3 separate regions of the Sus scrofa genome follow, and all the other regions are linked to region 2. A link is a contact called in public Hi-C data. All regions are on one chromosome and are shown on one strand. Each heading gives the region's core, a stretch centred on a gene start, on an enhancer-like site or on the middle of the called end of the contact. The rest is flanking DNA. Distances are from core to core; before and after follow the strand shown.

Region 1 (4,489 bases), core at 49-2,548, 630 kb before region 2:
ATGCCTTGGAAATCTCACGCATGCACGATTGAGTGGGAAAAAAGATAACTACTGTATTAAGAGCATTCACAGATTTGGCTCTACCACTTGCTCACTATAGGGTTTTGTATCACATGCTCTTTTGAAAATCTAGGGCCCTTCCCAAGTGTCATGGTCACTTCAGGCTCCAGCTTACCGCCTCTAGCAAATTCACATTTGAAGTTCTTTATATCTCTCCAAGCTTTGACTCATAAGTGAAATCACTATCTGGCTTTGAGTTTCTCTCAAACACCCCTCTTTCACAAGGACTCTGCTTATGTCAGACTCTTAAGTGAGGTCTTAGAGGGCCAAACAGGTTTACTTTGGCAAAGTGATCCTAAAATCGAATATTAGGTATTCTTGTTCTTTAAAGTTCCTGGGTGATTGTCTCATGTTATTTGGCTCTTTCTCCTACTATCTTTCCTCCCTTCTCTTCTCAATTTTACTTTCCCAGGAGAGAAAGAAAACAAGTGCTCCCACTTTCTTTAGCAGAACAATTTGACTCTCATCAAAAATATTGATTTTTCTATTTCACATTACTTTTCCTATTTACCTTATGGGTATTTCCCCATATAAATAAAAACTTTGTGAATAACTTTTTAATGGCTTCATATTATTCCATTATATTGGAGTGTATAATTTTCTTAATCAGCAATGGTTTGGACATTAAAATGTTTCTTGTTTTTTACTGTTATAAGTTAATCTGAAGTTAACACTTTGTGAATATATTTTTGCTCACATCTCAAATTTTATGTATACTTACTTTAGTGTTTATTCAACAAAGTCTTGACAAAAATCTTTTTGTTGAAAAACTATTCTTTATTTAGTCACAAAATACAATTATCAAAAACTTGGAAATTTTTCAGAGCATTTCATTTTTTTTTCTTCCCTTTCATTTCAAAATCAGTCCCCGCTTATGTTGGTATTTTCTGAAAAATTGGCTCATTTTGTATCTCACTTGTGGAAGTTTGCACTACTTGTGATGGTCATAAAACAGCAGGTACTATTAGCATACAAATCACTGCATTTGCATTGTTTTCCCGCCTTTCTTATTATTATCTTCCTTCTTTTGGGATAAACATGTTTCAACTCACAGCTTATTTACTCCCCCACTCAAGAATTCCCCATCCCCTAGCCCTGTCTCCAGACACATGAAAGCCTTTCTCCTTGTCCTCTATGAAGGGTTGCAGCAGCAGTGAACTTAGCAGACAGGACACTTCCTTCCTTTCCCATGCGAGCATAAGGAAACACATCTACCCTCAGTAATGGCTCATCATGGAGTGGCTGGAGCAGGCTGTGAGCAGAGGACTATGTGGACAGGCGTCCTACTGCTAACACTGCATTCCTGTCAATGCTGAACGGGACCAGGGAGAGTGGCAGAATTCTACTTGAAGTGACTGAAAACTTACTTATGCTAGTTTGCAAGAGTTAGTTAAGGTTAACGGTCTTGAATTTTCTTTGGGGAATAATTTCCTCTGATTAACATCAGCCTGATGTTTGGAAGATCATTCTTTCCAGCTATCACAGTGTAAGGTGAAAATGACACTGAAATGGCAAAAGATAAATTATACTAATAATTAAGGTGTGACACAAGTTGGCAAGTCATTTGTTTAACTTCTATTGCCTTTTCTTTCTATTCTGTACACAGTATTCAAAGCAATAAATAAGTAGAAAACAACTCTAATTTCCAATCCAAATGTACCACACAAGGGCTGATATGAATACATGATCTTTTCATTGTCCTTAGGCACATAGAAGGAAAGAGTGATTATTCCTTATACTCTGTTTTGTCCAAATGGTACACAGAATGTTAGAAAGACCAGGGATTCAGATCTCTGAAGACCTTCTATGTTAAATTAAATGTGTATGCTGGAATGGGAATATGAGAAGAATAACATGATTTTTCAGACCTTTCACAGTATGTGTGTAGATGAATGGTGTTTAGTTTAATAGTCAATACTGCTAACTTCTCAGCAACTCCCCTCAGAGTCTCCTCTGTGTTGGCCTTTTCCATCTGTCAGAATCAGTGTATTGCTAGACAAAGAATGCTGTTTCATTGAGAGTGTATACTGGTCACTCATTATACTGGCAATGAAGACTCTGGTTAGAAAGTTTATTAAATCTAGAGATTGATGATTGCTGAGAGCTGGAGTCTGAATTTTATGAATGCTTTGTAGCTTTCAGCTTTATTGACTAACAAGGAAGTGTTCCTTAGGCCCCTGCTGTTAGATGACACAGGCATCAAAAAGAGACTCCTAATTAAAACGAATAAAACCATTTTGCTCTGTGTTCTGGGGATTGATTCAAACAGTTTGGTAATGAACAGACTTTTCGTTTGAATCAAATCCAATAATTTTGTTTAGATTTGGAAGAGCTCTTGGAATTTCTCTTCCAATACTTAGTGGGCACGTTAGAAACATTAGTAACATTTATCAGGGGAGCTTTTTCCATTAGCTGAAGTGTGGGCTAGTGTTGGGAGCCAACATTCAGCAACCACAGGGCTTTCTGGTAAAGATCAGCGGTTGCCTGCCCACCTAGCAGTGGCTGGCATTGCTGTCTGCTTGCTAAACCAGAATTATATCTCCAACACTTCTCTGAAGTCTTCTTAAAAGTTAGCCCATTTATAAGAGTAAGAATGAGTAATAAATATAATAGAATAATGAGCATCTATTCTGTACCAGGCAATGCTCAGTTCTGAAAAATGTATAATCTTTAATCTTCAAAACATCTCACAAGGTAACTAATACTTTTTTTTTAATAGAGGGAAAAACAGAGATCTAGAGAGATTTATAAATTTATCCTAAGTTACTTTATGAGACAAAATGAGGATTCTAAGTCTCTGATTCCAAAGCCCATGCTTTTAGCTCCTTAAGTTTACCTAAATTTGTTGTATGATGAACTATAGTAATTGAAAGACTGAAGTTCCTAAAACTTCACATTAGTTGTAGATTTAAATGTTAGCTTCCATGTGAATGTTCCAGACCTCTAAAACATTTGCCTGAGTGTTAGCCTCTTTTGTTTCCATGTGTGTCAATTGTCCAAATCTGAGCAGAGGGAAATAGCTAAAGGGCAGTGTTGATGCTCAAACTAGATAAACCTGCTGCCTTGACCTCTGGCTGAAGGCTTGAGAGAATAACAACATTGGTAATTTTTGTTTTGTAATTAGTATAATTATATTTTTAGTAAACTTCAAGAGACTAAAATATCTTTCATAGGACTCATAGCATCATTTAAAAATCATCTGTTTTTTATTGTAAAATAATATCTGTTGCTTTCCTATGATATCCTTTTTCCTTATTATTCTTTGTGCTTTTATGGTCATAGAGAGTACATTACCATCATGTCTTTTGAGGAAAGAAGAGATAGGAAGGGTTTGGTTTTGGCATTGATGCCAATTTAACCAAATAGGTTGAATATACAATCTATAAATTTGAAAATATAAACTGAAAAGTGTGTAGTGTAGTGTAAAAAGTATATCGTAGGTTTTTTGCATTTGTTTTTGCTATATCTAATTAAAAAGTAAGAGAGCCTTACTCCTGGGAGACTTCTGAGGGTATCATTGAATTTCACTTTGGGGCATTGAGCAAAAATATAAGGAAAAGATTATCTAAAAGAATTGCTTGATTCTTATTGGATTGCATTACTTATCTCTTGGTGTCAGCGCCGTTTTATAGTTTAGATCCTTTGATGGCTTGGGTATAGATATTTTACCGCTAAGGTTAGCTAATATGCTATTGGAAATGTAAACCTGAGAGTCATTTCCTAGGATGTGAAAAAGGAAAATGTTTATCACCGTCTTCTTTTTCCATTTAGATTTTTGTTCTCTTTAAAGGTTGCCACATATATTATTTTACAAGGAGGTGACCATACCAAATGTTGTCCTTATATCAATAAAAATAAACAAATTTGTCTGGAAGCATTGACCTTGTACCAGACCTTGAATTAAGTACACTGTCCTTGTTGGTTCCTGTCTTCAAACCCTCTATGACCGGGATTAATAATCTTTTTCTGTAGTTTCAATCCCACCTCAGATTTCTGTTTTAAGAGTAAAAAATGAAGAGTTTTATTTTCCTTGTTTTCTGTGAACCTAGTATCTTGGTATGTATGTACCTAGCCTACCATTAGTTTCCAAGGGCTGGGCTTTCTTCCTATGAGTCCCCTGTGTTCTACATGGGTTGCCCATTGCCAGGTCCTCTGCCCACTAGCAGTCTCACACCTTGTACAGATCATCCAAATTTGTGGGGGTTCTAGAGAGAGGATCACACATTCTTGCTGTTCCTACCACTCTGATCTTACCTCTTGGTTACTGGATGTACTTTCTTGACTCACACTCTATAAAAACATTCACATTTGGTACAATGTCTTCAGACAGGCAGCAGCACAGAATACCTGGACTCTCAAATTTAATTGTCTAAAATCTAAATCATGTCTTCTAAGCCATTGCTATTTTACCATATACTTAAAAGATTTC
Region 2 (4,187 bases), core at 1,373-3,872:
TGAAGAGAGTAGAATTAAAGCATTATCAAAGCATTTTCCAAGCAAAGGACGGGTGACAACCACACCCTGACTTGGAGAACTACTAAGCACAACACAAACATCTTGCCACGACAAAATGTTTTTCTACCATTGCCATCGTTCTGGCAACTCGGCCTACCTAGAAGAATTACTCTTTCCCTGAAGTATTTTCTACCTAAGTGGCTTATTTCTATTTTAGGGACAGGGCTAATTTAATTAAATCTCTATTACTACAGGATTTTATTTTCAAGAATCCTTGTTCAAAAGTTAGGCTTTAGGAAAAATTTTCATAATCTACTCTTCAAATTGCCTCTTCATTTTAGACTAAATTCAAATGTGCCTAATTTTCAGAGGGTGAGATTAAGCATCTTCTTATTACTAACTTGGTTTGGAAGGCAGAAGAAATTAAACCCACCTCCAAATGCAACAATGTCTATTTTTCCAAGTTTATAGTGCTCCTCTTTGTACTCTGGGAGTACAGGCAACCTTAGGATAAGGATGAGGTTGCTCAAGGAGGGCTTTTGATAAACTTTATGGGAGATGCTCTGTAAACATCTGGAGGGCTAATCAGTAGGATACTGTGGTCGATCCGCTGCTAGGAACTCAAAAGTTGAATTTCCAAATTCTGTACTGATTTACTCCTGGACATGTCATTAGGTCTTTACTCATTTCATTACGTGGCTTCCTCTGCGCTCCCCTACCCGCTCCCCACCCCCGGATTCTTAGGAAATTTCGAGAACTTACTGAAGAGTTACAAGTGTCATTTAGACACATTAATTTCCAAGGTACTCAGGTTTCCTCGTCATGGCTTACACACTAGGATTCAACAGGTTTGGAAAAAAAGAAAAAGAAAAAAAGGGCACTGCGGATGGCGGTGAGAGAAAAGGGAAATTAGATTGACACATTTAATTCAATTAATCATTTGCTATTCTTTTACCATTCGGCATGATGTCCATCTCCTTCAAACCCACCTCCACCGCTCCCACCCCTTCCCTTCCAGTGGCGGAACTCAGACCTGCACTGGGTTTAACTTTTAAGCATTTGAGGGAAATATCCGCAAACCTTTCCAAAACCTGGAGGCCGGGGCAGCCCAGGAGCCGGGGCGAGCCAGGCGGATGCTAAAATGGCAGGAGGCACCCCGCGCCCGCCCGGCCCCAGGCCCCCGTCCTCCTTCCCCAAAGCTTTCATTTTTATGTGCTTTTGAGCACTCTCTGGTGCAAATACTTCAAACTGTAGGGTCACAGCAAGAATTTAAACTAATTACTTCAGTCCCTGGAATTAGAACAGACAAAATCCTTACCGGGCACGAAAATGCATGGCTGCATTTCAGGCTAAAAGAATGTGGGTTACTCACAAGAGCATGTAAGAAATTGAACCTTTAAAAATGACAAATCGTCTTTATCTTTGCCTCCTGGCAGCACCCTGGCGGCTCAAACTCAAAAAAGTTGCCCCAGAGCTCTTTAGTGTGTGGCAGGTTCGGACAAGCAGAAGGTGGTGGCAGTGTGTTTGTGTGTGTGTGTGTGTGCGCGCTCGCGCGCGTGTGTGTGTGTCGGGGTTGGGGGGGGGGCGGTAGCTCCCTCTAAGGCGCTGTCTTAAGAAATTTCGTTTCATATTCTCTCTAGGAGCCCCTGTCTTAGGAGACCGTTTTGAAAATGCACCCTGACATGCACTCTTTTCTAAACTTCTGTTCTCGCCCTAACTTAACGCTTTGTAAGTAACGAGCAGGCAGGCATTCAAGAGATTTCACCTCCTGAATTGCCAACGTGGTCGAGTCAAAGGTGGCTTCCCTGAGGGTCTCAAGATTTTTCCCTAGTGGCGGCTAACACAAAGTTAACTCTTTACTGTTGCTTTAAGAACCTCAGCATTACAACCCGTATTTTTACACCTTTTTGTTTACCGGGGGAAATTCTACGAAGAGACCACGTGGAAGTCAAGTAACCGCAAGGTCTTAACAAAGCACTTTGTTAAGAAGTCTGCTTTTCAAGGCTAGAGAACATCAATCAAGATTTCCATATGAAAAAGCACAAAGCGTAGAATTCTATAGCAAGCACTCTAGGCATCTTTGCACTTTGATTTTTTTCGTTGTAGCCAGTCAAACCCCCAACCTAGGCCCCCCAAACCACACCCCACCCCAAAAGTTACAAAGCGTCTAGACTATTACTAATTACCAAAAAAAGTGAAATTCTACTCTAAAATGAGGAACCAACCAAATATCCAGAAAGGTATGAATCTTATCTACCTGTTGCATTATTAAAAGATAACTTTTTAACAGTCAAAAAATAAATACCGTAAGTTCCATTTTAACTTTAAAACTAGACATTTCAAGTTCATCATTCCCTTTATATCATATCAAAGCTACATTTAACACTTTAAAAAACTTTAGCAAAGTTTTAATTGTAGAAAAAGAAAGAAATAGGTAAAGTCCTTTTTGAAAACTTACTCTTTCCCTTAAAAGAAGTGAAGTAGGCACGCCTCAGAGGATGAAGTAAAATGAAAAAGCAAGTTCAGGCACTCAGACCTGTCTATTTAAAGTTTAAAAGTCTGCTGCTGTTTGGTACTTTCCTCACTCCTTCCCCCTAATGAAAGAAAAGTGCTGATACCTCGTAAAAGCTTTTTTCTTACTTGGAGCACTGAGCTTTTAAAAGTTTCAAGCCACTGACTCAACAAGGAGGAGGGGCTAGGAGAAAGGGGTGGGGAAGAGGAAAGGCGGGCGGGAGAGTGGCGAGGAGGCCGGCAGCCGAGAGGGGTGGGGCGGGCGAAGAGGCAGAGGAGTAGCTAGGTCCAGATGAAGTCCAACTTTAAAACTGCTGACGAGAGACATGAAATGGCATTAGAGACCTGAATGCCATTACTTGTAGTTACTTCTTACAGTAACAATTACGGGTTTTAGTTAGTGCTTTTTTCACCCAAAGTCCAGGGATAATAAAAAGTAATGTATTTTATATTATTACTACCTTTTCTAAGATTTTATTTCCTGTAATATATGTATATATTACACTAAATTAAAGTGGTGGAAAAGTGTACAGCCAGGGCAAACTTCCTATTGGCCAAGGTGTGTGTAAAGGTGGGTGTGAGTGAGTTATTTGATGAGCTAATTCCTCCCCTCTTAGTTTAAAGGGACAATTAACAAAGGAAATGGAGATGGGATTGAGAAATTTGAAAAACGAACATTTTAGGATGGTATGCCCATCCCAAATCCACCTCTCAACTCCTTGACTGCTTTAAATTTCATTCTTTCCCACAGTTTTGCAAAAAATATATATATTTATATTCATAACTGTATTATAATACTTTTTGACTGTTAAATCTTCCTATCTGACCTCTACCAAATCTCTGGGGAACTGAAAATTTATAATATCCTAGCCCCATTCATGCCAAAAATGAACTCTCTTTTGTAGTGAAATGTCAGGATATTTTTTATGGAAAATTCAAATGTTAAGGCCCGAAACTCTCAGCTTTCCTTGAGACCATCTCTCTCCTTAAAACCCACTGGAGAGTTTTCTGCTGCTGACCACAGAGATCTGGGTATAGTTTTTATGTGCTTTTCCACCACTTCCAGGGCCCTCCCTCTTCAACAGTCTGCACTAGGGTTTATAACAGCCTGAGTCATGTGTCCTCAGTCTCAGAGTGGCCGGGTCCTTTGAGGTCTGTTCAGAGGCTACACTAGAGGGCTGTGGTAGGAGAGTTCCTCATAAACTGGCTTCAGTGATGCTCCTGGGGTTGGGCAGGGAACTCTCTTGGGCATTATTCTCTGGAAATAAAGCAAACTCATCCAGCGGGGATACTCCTTACTAATACAAATACTAGGAGGAAAAAAAAAAAACAAGTAGGATAGGAAGTATTTTCTGATAGATACCTTTGCCTAAATTTCATTTCATTGAAATGACTAATAAGGCACTTTTTGAAAGGTTGTAGTTTTAATACACAATTTTGCTCTTTCATTTGCTGGCTATTCTGTTTCTAAGGGTACATTTTTCTTTATGTTAAGGAAGAGGAAAAAAGAAATAGAAGTTGTACTCTAACTTTCAAGTCTTCAAGCTTAGCAATCCATAAATACTCTTTTGCTCTTGTATTTATAGTGTCTTTTCCTTCAAATGAGTCTATGGTTTTGTCCTAAGTAAAAATTACTTCCTTTGATTCAGAACACATTCATGAAAATATGATTTATT
Region 3 (4,817 bases), core at 904-3,403, 820 kb before region 2:
ATTCCAAGAATTTCACTGCTTCATCAAACATTTATTAAGTACCTACTGGGTCCCTTGGCACAAATACATTCCCTGCCTTCATTGAATTTATACTTTAATTGTCCTATTATGTTTTACAAAATAAATAGCTAAAACATAAGTTTAGACTTAAAAAATGGGAAAAGTAAGAGTGATTTTAAGTGGCTTATTTCAGTTAGAATTCATAAAGTGATGCACTTATGGATTAGTATGAAACTCTCCACATTTGATATTGCCCATTAAAGAAGAATATTTTAAAATATTTTGGCTATCAGATCTTATTAGACCTGCCACTGACAAAATATCCCTTAATTAAAACCAATTACAAATATATTTAGGGACCATTCCTAGGCAATAAAAACAAGATAGGTATGATAAAAGTCAGCTTGGGAGTGGGGAGACTCTTAGTCCAAACCCTAACTCTGCTGAGTAATAGCAATCTGTGCTGATCCATTCTTGTCAACTTTTAATCCTTATGACTGATGAAGAGCATGAGACATTTTTTATTTTTAAGTGTATACTGGTGACTGGATTCCTTATTTTCACCATTCTTAGTACAACTTTACAGAACTCATCGAATGTTTAACAAACAACATTCAATCGATGATACTGACCTTCAAGAAAACTGAGTCCTAGAGGGAGATAAAGAAAATTAAAAACTGACAGCAATATAAGGCAGAATATGCTGTTATAGTAGTCAAAACTTCACATACTCAATATAGTGCTCCCTATTACCATAAAAGTTAAGTAATAAAACTTAAGGTTCCTATAATAGGAAAGGAACCGAAAAGAAAGGGAGAAGAAAAGGAAACATTTACTCAGCACTTAACAGGTGCTAGGCATTGTGCAGGTAGTTTTCACTTTTTTCCAGACCTCTAAACAAGATAACATCCCAAACAGATGATCTACAGTAAGAAAACTCCGCTCCCCTTCACAAAATGATTCCAAGAGCTTAAGAGTGTATTCTAACGTAAGCGCAGTTTATGTAATAATCACTCTAATTAGAATCTTAGCATTTGGAACTAAAGGGGGTCTTGGATCACCTAAGCAACCCGTTCATCTTACGGAGGATGACACTTGGGCCAGACAAGACAGGGATCTTGATTAAGGTCATCCTTGTTTTGTGGCACAATTAGGATCTAACCAATGATCACGGCATCTATACACCACACTGCTGGCAACCGTCCGGTGAAATTTAGCTCTTCACTCTGTTACTGAACACCTGTCTGTGGACACTTTTATTAAAATAATCCTAAAAATGCGCTTATATCAATGGCTCGGGATCTCCCGTGAATAATGTACCATTTTCTATATAATATTTTTAAACCTCCTGATAAGCAGGAACCTGCGTTTACACAATTGCCTCCTTCTCTGACTGCTGTCCTAAAGAGCCGATGCGCGAGGCGCGCTGAGTGTCTGTTTTGGGGGCAAGAATCAGGTCGCGGTGGTAACGACCGCCTCAGAAAAACCCCGCGGTGAAGATCTCGGGCAGAGCTGCCGGTGCCCTCATTGAGCTACAGCCCGCGAGCCGGGCGGGAGGACGGAGGATGAGTGTGCAGTAACGTGGCCCCCGCGTCTCATCGGCCGCCCGCGTTCAGCAGGCCGGGTTCCGAACGCCGCCTGGCCGGACCGTTACGGGGTCTCCCGGGCAGCGGCGCCCCGCGCGGGCCGCCCCTCCCCCACCGCGGCCTGAGCCAGCGGCGCCGGTCCGGACCCCGGCGGCTACCCGAGCGAACAATACCGGGGTCCCCCGCGAGGCCGCACGCCGAGGCCCGCGCCACCCCGCCATCCCCCGCGCCGCGGGCCTCGCAGAGGGAGTCGAGCCGCAGGCCGCGAGAGACAACCCCGCTGGAGCGAGCGAGAGAGGAGGTTAGTCAGGGGGTTCGGAGGCCGCCGTGCCCTCACCCTTACCTGACTCCAGGTGATGAACTCGTTGGTGTGGGTTTCCTCCACAAGCGTCCACAGCTTGCTGAGGAAAGCTGGCACGTTCGAACTCTGCTTCATTGTTAACGAGGAGCAGGGATTCCAAATTCTACACCCGAACGCGGCGGTAGCGACGGCGTCGGCGGCGGCGGCGGTGGCGGCGGCGGCAGCTGCTCCCCGAGAACGCCCACAACGCAGGCGCAGCAGCTCCCGGGCCCCGCCCCCCCGGCCCCGCCAGGCGTGCAGTGAGGCGGGGTGGCCGGGCGGCCGCACGTGATGGACAAGTCTCCCCGCTCGGCCTGTGCGCACTGGTCCCGCGCCGGTTCCGTTCGCAGCCAATCCCAGGCGCTGAACTCACGACAAAGAAAAGTGATTGGATACTGCAGACGTGGAGGGGTGGGATTAAAAGGGGGGCGCTGCCTTTTCATTCGCCTTTTATACAGAAGCTCTCGCTGTAGCTGACCTTAGGGGCAGGGGAGTGTGTTTGGTTGTTTCACGTGGAAGCGGCTTTGGGTGCTTGGGTTTTGGCTGGAAGGCTACAAAAAGTCCTCAGGGGCCTTTGAGTCATAAGTTTGGTAGGCAAAGTGTGGTTGCCTCGGTCAGGCAGGGGGAAGGAGAGTAATAATTCACATGCGGGAAAAACAGCTTTTAAGCGTGATTTGCTAGGCCCGAAGTTGAAACGGTCTTGAAAATAATGAACCTTGTCTTTTAATTTTCATTGGGAAAAAATTGTTCCTTTAGAATGCGTTTATCAAAAAGAGGAATTTAATAACTCACTCTTTACTGAACACATACTACAGTGAATCAAGAATTGTAATAGGCACCTTGCATGCTGTTTAATTTGACAGACACAGAATGCTCACTATGTGGTCAGCATAAAAAGAAAGCGTCTCAATCAAAATAACTGTTCCGTTAGATAATTTACAGGTATATTCTTAAAATAATTGTCCTTTTTGTGTTATGTCCTTTACAGATTTGGTATAGTGGAGAAAATATTACAGAAGGAGTCAGCATATCTGATTTAGGAAACATTAATGGATATTAGATTTTACTGGTAGTATGTAATTTAGAGAAATCCCTTAATCTGTCTGTGCCAATATTTACCATCTCTTTATTAGGAGTAAAACTCTTTCACCCCTGTGAGATAACATTAATAATATAGTAGGTGTGAAAATACTTTGAATATATAAAGAATTGTACAAAAAAATTGTACAAAATAAATGTACAGAAATTTTTTTTTTGCAAAAGTCAGAATGTAAGTATAAGAGTTTACAAACTGAGTTTCCATCGCAGGGCAGTGGGCAAAGAGTATGACTGCTTCTGCTCCGGTCACTGCCAGCTTGGATTCAATTCCTGGCCTGGGAATTTCCATATACCATGGGTGTGGCCTTAAAAAAAAGAATTTACTAACAAGTTAGAGGTAACAATTACAGTTTATATGAAATTCAACATAGAATAGATTTATTTCCTAGGTACGTCTAATACAATAAAAAATAAAATACACACGATTTCCAAAGAGCTAATATTGAATACTAACTTTGTGTTCATCAATGATATGTTTGCTGAAATAAAATCAAATGTATGGAGGGAGACATTCCACAAATCAATTAATATTTGTTGAGCATTTATATATGCCCAGGGATTTACATATATAATTTAATCCTCCTAACAACCCAGTGCAGTAGGTCTTACTTCATTTTCCCAATGAAAATTCTGAGACTCAAAGTGAATTTACCTATATTATAGGTAGTAAACAAGAGGGAGTGTTTACAGCCAGGCTTTATTGAGTTCAAAAGCCCATCCTCTTTTCATTGTATGATGATGACACTGCATCGTCAAAAGCCCATCTCTACTTCAGATGTTCATACTCTGACTTAAGAAACAAGAGGAACACAATGACCAGCAGTTACTAATATTTTTAAAAAGATCTAAATTTATATCATAAAACAAGTACTGAAAAGTTTAGAAAGACAAGAGTTAAATGAGTTAAGGTAGTAAGGCAAGACTTAGAAGATGGATAACTTAAGTTGGGTCTTGAAGTAAAAATGCATTTCAATAGCTAAAAACTATCCCATAACACTGAGCAAAGATGGGAAAATTAATAAGCACAATCTATTTGACTGACAGCACAGGAGATCATGTCTGAGGAGGAAATGTGGCCTACTTTCATGGCATCGTATTACTTCTATCTGAAAACAAAACTAAGTGGTGTGGTTTGGTACAAGCAAAAACTCCTCTTTGGGCATTCATCCTGTGCAGTTGTAGGCCTATACTTAATAGGGGCCCCATACTTGGTTTAATGCTCTGCACATCACCATCTTGAAATTCTTAATTTTTGTACAAAGGACCCTGCATTTTCACTTTGCATTGGGTCCCTCAAATGATATAGCTGATCTGCTTCCAATATATTACACATATAGATCAGTGGCTCTCAAACTTTATCCTGTATCCAAATCACTTGGAGGCAGGAGACTATCAATGTAACAAATGAGCAGGTATTAGTTATAATACTCATCAGGTCAGCCACAGGGTTAAGTTATTAAGCAGCTAATATGATGATAACACCAGGAAATAGGTGGTGCGTCTAAAATCAAATGGCTGTGTTTGGAATGGAAACCATGCCTTTTGCAGTCTGAAACATATGCTTTTTTTTCCTTTTTTACCAATGTGCCTCAAGTTTTAGCCTATATCAGAATCATCTGGAGAGCTTCTGAAAAACAAACTGCTGCTTCTTTTCCCCATCCCCTGCTCCACTCAGTAGATCTGGGGTTCAGGCCAAGATTTTGTATTTCTGAAAGGTTCCCAGGTAACACAGATGCTGCTGGCCCTGGGTCCAGAATTTGAGAACCACAATTGTAAAAGAAAAATTAGTAATC

The links. A called contact is a pair of places that touch in the nucleus more often than the background predicts.
Region 1: a contact with region 2 is called in a Hi-C map of embryonic fibroblasts, with 17 times the contacts expected there. The contact joins the enhancer-like site here to the promoter of GJA1 in region 2. A contact is called at or near these places in 19 of 47 Hi-C or Micro-C datasets (adipocytes, alveolar macrophages, brain and 13 more) and 1 of 2 datasets of contacts at active chromatin or transcription factors (skeletal muscle).
Region 3: a Hi-C map of fetal skeletal muscle shows a contact between it and region 2, with 2.1 times the contacts expected there. The contact joins the promoter of HSF2 here to the promoter of GJA1 in region 2. A contact is called at or near these places in 5 of 47 Hi-C or Micro-C datasets (embryonic fibroblasts, fetal skeletal muscle, fibroblasts and 2 more).

What each region holds. Positions count from the first base shown.
Region 1 is chr1:40,368,538-40,373,026 of Sscrofa11.1, forward strand. No RefSeq gene overlaps it. Among named protein-coding and RNA genes, the nearest start is that of HSF2, 190 kb to the left of the region's middle. Within about 2 kb of position 1,299, at least 4 of the 83 cell types and tissues checked have an H3K27ac peak or open chromatin away from gene starts, as enhancers often do. A contact at or near this core is called in omental adipose tissue, where this site is marked.
Region 2 is chr1:40,999,507-41,003,693 of Sscrofa11.1, forward strand. It overlaps GJA1 (gap junction protein alpha 1), which reads right to left and starts at 2,623. Exons shown (of 2, transcript NM_001244212.1): 1 at 2,459-2,623.
Region 3 is chr1:40,178,155-40,182,971 of Sscrofa11.1, forward strand. HSF2 (heat shock factor protein 2) reads right to left here and starts at 2,154. Exons shown (of 13, transcript XM_005659227.3): 1 at 1,930-2,154. The coding sequence starts at 2,022.